Regions from separate parts of the Canis lupus genome. Here region 2 is linked to region 1. The links are chromatin contacts, called in public Hi-C maps. All regions are on one chromosome and are shown on one strand. The core of a region is the stretch at or near the end of the contact, and the rest is flanking DNA. Distances in the headings are between cores, read along the strand shown. Region 1 holds the start of UBALD2 (UBA-like domain-containing protein 2). Region 2 overlaps RNF157 (E3 ubiquitin ligase RNF157).

The links. Hi-C and Micro-C count contacts between places; a contact is called where the count stands out from the background.
Region 2: a Hi-C map of blood shows a contact between it and region 1, with 4 times the contacts expected there. The contact joins the enhancer-like site here to the promoter of UBALD2 in region 1. A contact is called at or near these places in 4 of 9 Hi-C or Micro-C datasets (amygdala and blood).

What each region holds. Positions count from the first base shown.
Region 1 is chr9:5,294,553-5,297,882 of UU_Cfam_GSD_1.0, reverse strand. It overlaps UBALD2 (UBA-like domain-containing protein 2), which reads left to right and starts at 1,508. Exons shown (of 3, transcript XM_038546526.1): 1 at 1,508-1,695; 2 at 1,966-2,028. The coding sequence starts at 1,576.
Region 2 is chr9:5,356,773-5,360,102 of UU_Cfam_GSD_1.0, reverse strand. The region is part of intron 2 of RNF157 (E3 ubiquitin ligase RNF157); the gene reads right to left. Among named protein-coding and RNA genes, the nearest start is that of FOXJ1, 35 kb to the left of the region's middle. Within about 2 kb of position 1,477, at least 2 of the 20 cell types and tissues checked have an H3K27ac peak or open chromatin away from gene starts, as enhancers often do. A contact at or near this core is called in blood, where this site is marked.

The sequences.
Region 1 (3,330 bases), core at 259-2,758:
GTGCTCAGCTCTCCAGCCACACTCGGGTCTCAGCCCACGTGCATGTACTTCATTAAGGCAAGAGAAACAGTCAAAAAGCTGACTCCTTCCTCTTCAAAATAAACAAACAAAGAAGCAAGCAAACAAACAAAAGGACTAACTAAATGAGATAAGCTCATTACAAAGCCTGAGGCTGTTTTTCATCAGTACAGAAACGTTGGGTGTAGTTTCTCTTATTTACATTTTATTTTTTATTGTCTCAGAGACTTAATTCACTCTAGGCAAAATCAAAATAGAACCATGGCTTGCTATCTTTTAGCCTCTTTATTTGGCAGACCCTTAGGTAATTTAAATATACTGTGTGATTGGTATTTCAGATCCAAAACTAAGTTTTTCAGAAACCAATTCTAATGCTGAGTTCCTAGTAATATTTACCTTCCTGACCTCTGTACTTCTTCCTCAGTCGGCTTAAACTCCTAGCTCTTTCTCCACCCCCACAATTCCCAAACAAAGCCCAGAAAGTCAAATCGTTGGGGTTTTTTTTTTTTTTTTAAAGATTTTATTTTTAAATGATCTCTACACCAAGATGGGGCTCGAACTCACAACCTCAACATCAGGAGTCACAGGCTTTTCCTACTGAGCCAGCCAGGCGCCCCCCGAAGGTCACTTCCTTATCCAGAAGATGGAAGCTCAAGAGCATATAAACAAATCTTGTTTTTAAATGGCTGGGGTTTGAGAGCCAATGAGAGCAAAGTTTTTGGTCTGAAAACCAGAAAGAGACTGGCCTGTGGGGATGGTAGTGATCAAGAGGAGGTAGAAAGCGGGTAGCTTTTATTTCTATAACAGGCTGAAAAAGTGTGTGTGTGGGGGGAGAGATGCTTGAAAGTTTAAAAAAAATAAACAATTTTGAGACTCGAGCAGCTGCAAACTCTCTGTTTTCTATTTTGATCATTCTGCTTCTCGAGATGACCACATCTTTCAGAGGAAATGAGTCAAAGCCACTCTGTCTTGCTTTTCCAGCTGAGCATGTTCAGTTTCAATGAAGTAATGAATGAACTTGGCCGCACCACCCCCAAGCCTACAACAGCAAACACAGGGCGCTCGGCCAATCAGCAGACACTCAAGGTTTTCAAGTTGAGTTCAAACGGGCGCACGGCGGGCCAATCAGCGCGCGCGGCCCCGCCCCAAACTCCCGGGCCTGGCCAATCACGAGCCAGGACGAGCCAAAACACAGCGGCCGGCCAATGCGGGGCCGCCCCACGGCGCCGGCCTCCGCCAATGGGCGCGGCCGGGCGAAAAGAGAAACAGTGCGGGCCGCAGGCCGCAGGATTCGAATCGAACGTCCGCACCGGAGCCGGGCGCAGGCCGAGCGGCGCGGGCCAATCAGCGGCGGCGGCTCGCGGCCCCCGAACGTTGGGACACCGGCCCCGCCCCGCGCCGTTGTTTGTGGTGTCGGCGGCCGCGGGAGCCGGACCGGGACACTCGCCGGGCGGGCGGGCGGCGGCGGGGCTCCGGGGCTCCGGGGGCGGCGAGCGCGAGCCGAGGGCGGCCGGCCTCCCGCGGCCGCCGAGCCGGGATCGCGCGGCGGCCGGAGCCATGTCGGTGAACATGGACGAGCTGCGGCACCAGGTCATGATCAACCAGTTCGTGCTGGCCGCGGGCTGCGCGGCCGACCAGGCGAAGCAGCTGCTGCAGGCGGCCCACTGGCAGTTCGAGGTGCGCGCTGGCCGGGCCCCGGGGGCGCGGGGGCGCGGGGGCGGGCGGGGGCGGGGGGGGGCGCGGGGCTTCTATTTCTGCCTCCCGGCGGGGCGTTCGGCGGCCGCGCGGGGGGGCGGGGGCGGCGCGGAGGGCCCTGCGGGCGGGACCCCCCAGCACGCACCCCAACGCCGCGCGGCCCGGGGGGACCTCGGGAGGGGGGGGAGGCAGGGAGGGGGCCGCCCGGCCCGGCCCCGTTAACCGCCGCCCCGCCGCCGTGTGTGTCCGCAGACCGCCCTGAGCACGTTTTTCCAAGAAACCAACATTCCCAACGGCCACCACCACCACCAGATGGTAAGTGGGGCCGGGGGCCGGGGGCGCGGGGCGCTGTCAGCCGCCGGCGGTGACAGCCATGTTGCCGGGGAGCGCCGCGCCGCGATGTAAACAAAGAGCCAAAATGTCTTCCAGGAAAGAGCGGCTCCGGGGCCGCCGGCTCGCCGGGCTGGGTGGCCCTGCCTCCCGGGCGGCCGGACCCGCGACCTGGGGCGGGCGGGGGGGCCGGCGCCCCGGAGTGCGGAGGGGGCTCGGATGCGACCCGTCGCCTGGGGCACCTGGGAAGCCCAGGGACGGGCCCCGGGGTGTCCGTTTGCGGGGAGCCCCCTCTTGCCCCCGGGGCGGTAGCTCCCCCCCCCCCCCCCCCCCCGCAGCGCTGCAGGGAACAGGAAAGGGCCAAATCCACCCTGGCTCCGGGCGCGGGGCTCTACCCAGAGAGGTACGTTCACTCTTTCCTGTTGTTGGGAAAGGGACGTGCCCTGAGCGCGGAGGACGGTCGGACTGTGACAAGATCAGGACGGGAATTTGCATGTGATCCCAGGAGGTGAAGACCCTGTAAAGTACGGGGAAACCGAGCGCCTCAGGTCCCGATTTGCTCTCCGCGGCCCCCCTCGGCCTGAGCCTTTGCCCTCCCGTTCAGTGGGGTGTCCTGCCTTCCAGGGGCAGGGGACATCGCTTTGCTTTGGAGGCTTGAATGCCTTCCCCTCCCCTCCCCACCCCCCCTAGTTACCTATTAGCCCTGCTGGGGGAGGAGGGACTGGCCTGGGCCATAGGGATTGTAAGACATTATTCCCCAGGAGATCTGTTGTGGCTTTTGGAGTGCATTTTTGGCATTTTTAACACTTAATGTCCTTGCCCATGCCTCCCTTCCCAGAGCTGCTGCCCTTCCTGGAGGAGCTGCAAATGGTCGCTCTGCTCTGTCTTGTCCTTGGTGCCCTGTTTTCACCTAGTTGCAAAGGACAGGTGGAAGGGTCTGTCTTGACCTTTTAACCGGCTTTTTGCTCCCAGTGGCTCATGCTGTGTACAAATCAAAAGACAAAAACGCATTGGAATACAATGGGAGAATTGTGGGGGCTCCGGGGCCATGGCGGCTAAGGCCAGGTTCCTTAAACCAACAGGGGTCATCTCTAGGAGACCCTCCTCTGTACCTGACGGTGGGAAAGCTCTGGCTCCCACCTTGCACTAGAGCCTGGGAGCACCCTGCCCCCCCCTCAAAAGGGCCTTGAGGTTTGCTCCACCAATTTCTGGCCATTTGAAAAAGCCCAGGGGCTTCCAGCTCAGCCATTCTGTGATGCCATGAACGGGGAGGCTGACTCGGGGGGG
Region 2 (3,330 bases), core at 228-2,727, 62 kb before region 1:
TGTCTGTAGGGGGACCAGAGCTATGACTCAGTACAGCACTCTCTTAGGACTGACCTGCCATGTCTGTACTGAAAATAGCCCAAATCTCAGAATCATTTAATTCCCAAACACCTCTAGTGCAGGAGTAAAGAAAAGGTCAGCCAAATGAACTCTTTCAATGGGCCCCAGGGAACTCCCCATCGAGATTCTGAGTGAATACTGACCAAGTTCCTCTTTGGCCTTTTATCCTAGCGCTCATCAGTTTCCTTTTACTCTTGCCTGACACTGGCCAAGTGCCACCTAGTGACCAAATGAGGAACTGCCAGCTTAGACTGAACGGAAGAAGTGTGGCTGAGTGTGGCTGTGTGTGTACACACACATACAAAATATATGTATAGACACATATATGTGCATATATATATCAACCATATAGCCTAGATTATTTTAAACCATTCTAATTTCAAACATTTTGTTAAACTACCCCAACAGAGTGCCCTCACATTTTGTTGTAGATAATATGGTCACAATGCATATGAGGTCGTATCTTATTTTAGTTGCAAATGATTGGGCAATTTCCAGTAGTCTATAAAAAGGACTATAGTCATTCAGAAACATAATTAATTAACTTGAATAAAAAGTGTTTTTGTAAAAATATAATTTGCTAACATTTGCTATTAGCTTCAGGCCTAGCCATATGCACACAGCATCCTAAATTTGGCCGTCGGGGGCTCTTTGGCATTGGCTACTGTGTCTTTTTGCATGCTTCCATCATTTTTTAGCACTTTCTTACTTTCTAGCACCACAAGATATTCCCATTAATCTTATGTTTTTCTCCAATCCCTGGAATCGATTATGTCTCCAAAGAACCCTGTTCTTGTTTTTGTTTTTTCAGAGAAGTCTACTTCATACCATTATGTATTCACTAATCTTTCACTAATGGTCTGTTTCTAGTTTTCACTATTAGAAATAATGATGCCATGAACATTCCTTGAAGGGAATCTTAATAGGAAAAAAGGGGAAAAAACAGGAGAAAGAAGGGTGGAGGAGAAAAACAAATTAAAATGCACTAATTCAGTTTTTACTTAGGAAAGAAAATGCCCCAAATGCCAAATCTCTGCTTCCAAAGAGAAAGGATATTATTTTAGAGAATCTATAATTAAAATAGAAAAGTACTCATTTTATACATTAGCAGACATGTAATATTTGTGCCAAAGAATCAAATAATAGTTACTATGGAAACCAACATCTGGGGTCATATGAATAACTCATTTACAGCACCACACAAACCTTTTCTTTTATAGATTTTAGGGCTTTTATATTTAAATTTCAGTTCCTTTTTATTTGATGTCTGCTTATTTTCTCAGCTTTCTCTACTTCCCCTCTTCTCAGATGTGTAGTGTGTCCAAGACTTACCAGTGGGTATTTTTAGACTGGTGATGCTTTAGAACATTTTCTTAGATCAGTGTCGGGAGAACAGTTTAGTCTCGGCTTGAATGCTGTGAAATGAATACAGATTTGCCTATTTAACCAGCTGCAGCCCTGAGACAGACTGTATTGTGCCTGCTGCAGACCAGAACATCAAATGAGCTATATTTACAACAGTAAAACCCCTTTTCTCTCATTTCCCATCCAATCCTCATGGGGAGTCAATCAATCACTAGTGTAGAAAGACTGGTGATCACAAAGCTGACAACACGCAAGACACTCTTTTCACTTATATAGAGATGTGAGGGAGACACTAGGAGGGTGTCACAGGATGACCTTAACACAAAGATGCTTGGTGTTCAGGTTTGGTTACCAAAGGAATCAATCCAAGAAGGCAGTCTATTTATAGTCTGTTAACTCCCCTGCAAGGTCCCCTGGCAGGAAGCACACAGGGCCAATGTCATGGCTCTGTGACATCACATCTAATGTTGACCTTTTTCAAAATATTTAAACCCTAGGATGAATATACCCAATTAACCAATTCTCTCCAATCACCCTAATAGGTGATAAGAAAAGCATGAAAAAATCCACTGCAGAATAAAGCATCCACCATAAAATCACACAGATTTAGGTCAATGACCATTGCTATGTACCGCTTTGGTGACAAATGAAACCTATTCAACTTTCAGTTCCCCACTGATAGAAAGCTCTCACCAAGACACAGCACCCTCTCCCCACCCCCAGCAGGACCAAGATAAAGCACAACCCACTCATACTGTGCTTCTAAAATAAAAGTACCTTCCTGAGGATGAGCTGTTTTTAGATATAAAGGATTTTGCCTAACACTACCTAATTTTAAGGGGGGTTAAAAGGGAAAAAAAGAAGTACTTTTATTAAAGCGACACAGTCATCTTTTTCCTTCAGCAAGTTGGTAAATAATGACTAATGGTCAGAGAAACTATTCCTTACAGACAAGCACTCCATTCTAGACGTCTGACTTCCGGATTTCATCTGGTCAGAAGACCCACAACCCAGCACACAAATAAGAATCCACTTTTCATTTAAGAGAGTTTGAGATTCCTGACACTATCTGTAAAGAATGTGCCAAGAGAGACAAGCACTAGTATTCGTCGAAACAGGTATTTAAAAATATACAGCACATATTTTTTCTTTCCCCAAAGAAGCATATGAATGTTCTAATGTCACCAAGTGTTAGTTTTCCAGTCATTTTTCAGCAGGCCAATTACTAAGACGGGCAAGGGGAACAAAGTCTTCTTCATTCCATATTTCAAAAACAAAAAACCATAAGCTAGTCTTCAATTTGAAAAACTGCAAGCTGTCTTTCTGGGCTCGCACTGAAATATACTGACTCTAAACAACATAAATAAGGTCCAAGTTTAATTATAAGAGTTGTTAAGTCTCCTCTCATAGTCCTGGAAAGAAAATATGCTCTGGCTTGAGAAACAGAGTAACAGTATGAAATACAGAAAGTTAAGTTTACAAGCCAATCGACTGCAGGATTCTCAGCCCTGGTAAGGTCTGGTCACTTTGGCTAGGCTCTCTATTTGCAGATATAGCCCTAGGGAGAAAGCCATTATTCTGAATCAGTAACCTTATTGAGATTTTATTTTCTTTAGATAACCATGAGATTCGGAAATCCCATAGAATGAGAATAAACTAGTATACAATAAAAACCTATAGCATATGTCTTGGTAACTTTCATTTCTAAGTTATTAATATTATGATCTGTATTCTGCAGCTAATTTAACAAGGTGACATTTGCTCCACCTTGCCCTGCAAAACTTCTGAGAGCTCTGATTATTCTTTGGTCACCCTTTAGTAGCAGTAAATACTCAAGGTTATATAACCCAACTGAGCTACTTTATTTGGCTCATATGAAAGCGTAAGCTCATTTAAGTTCTCTAT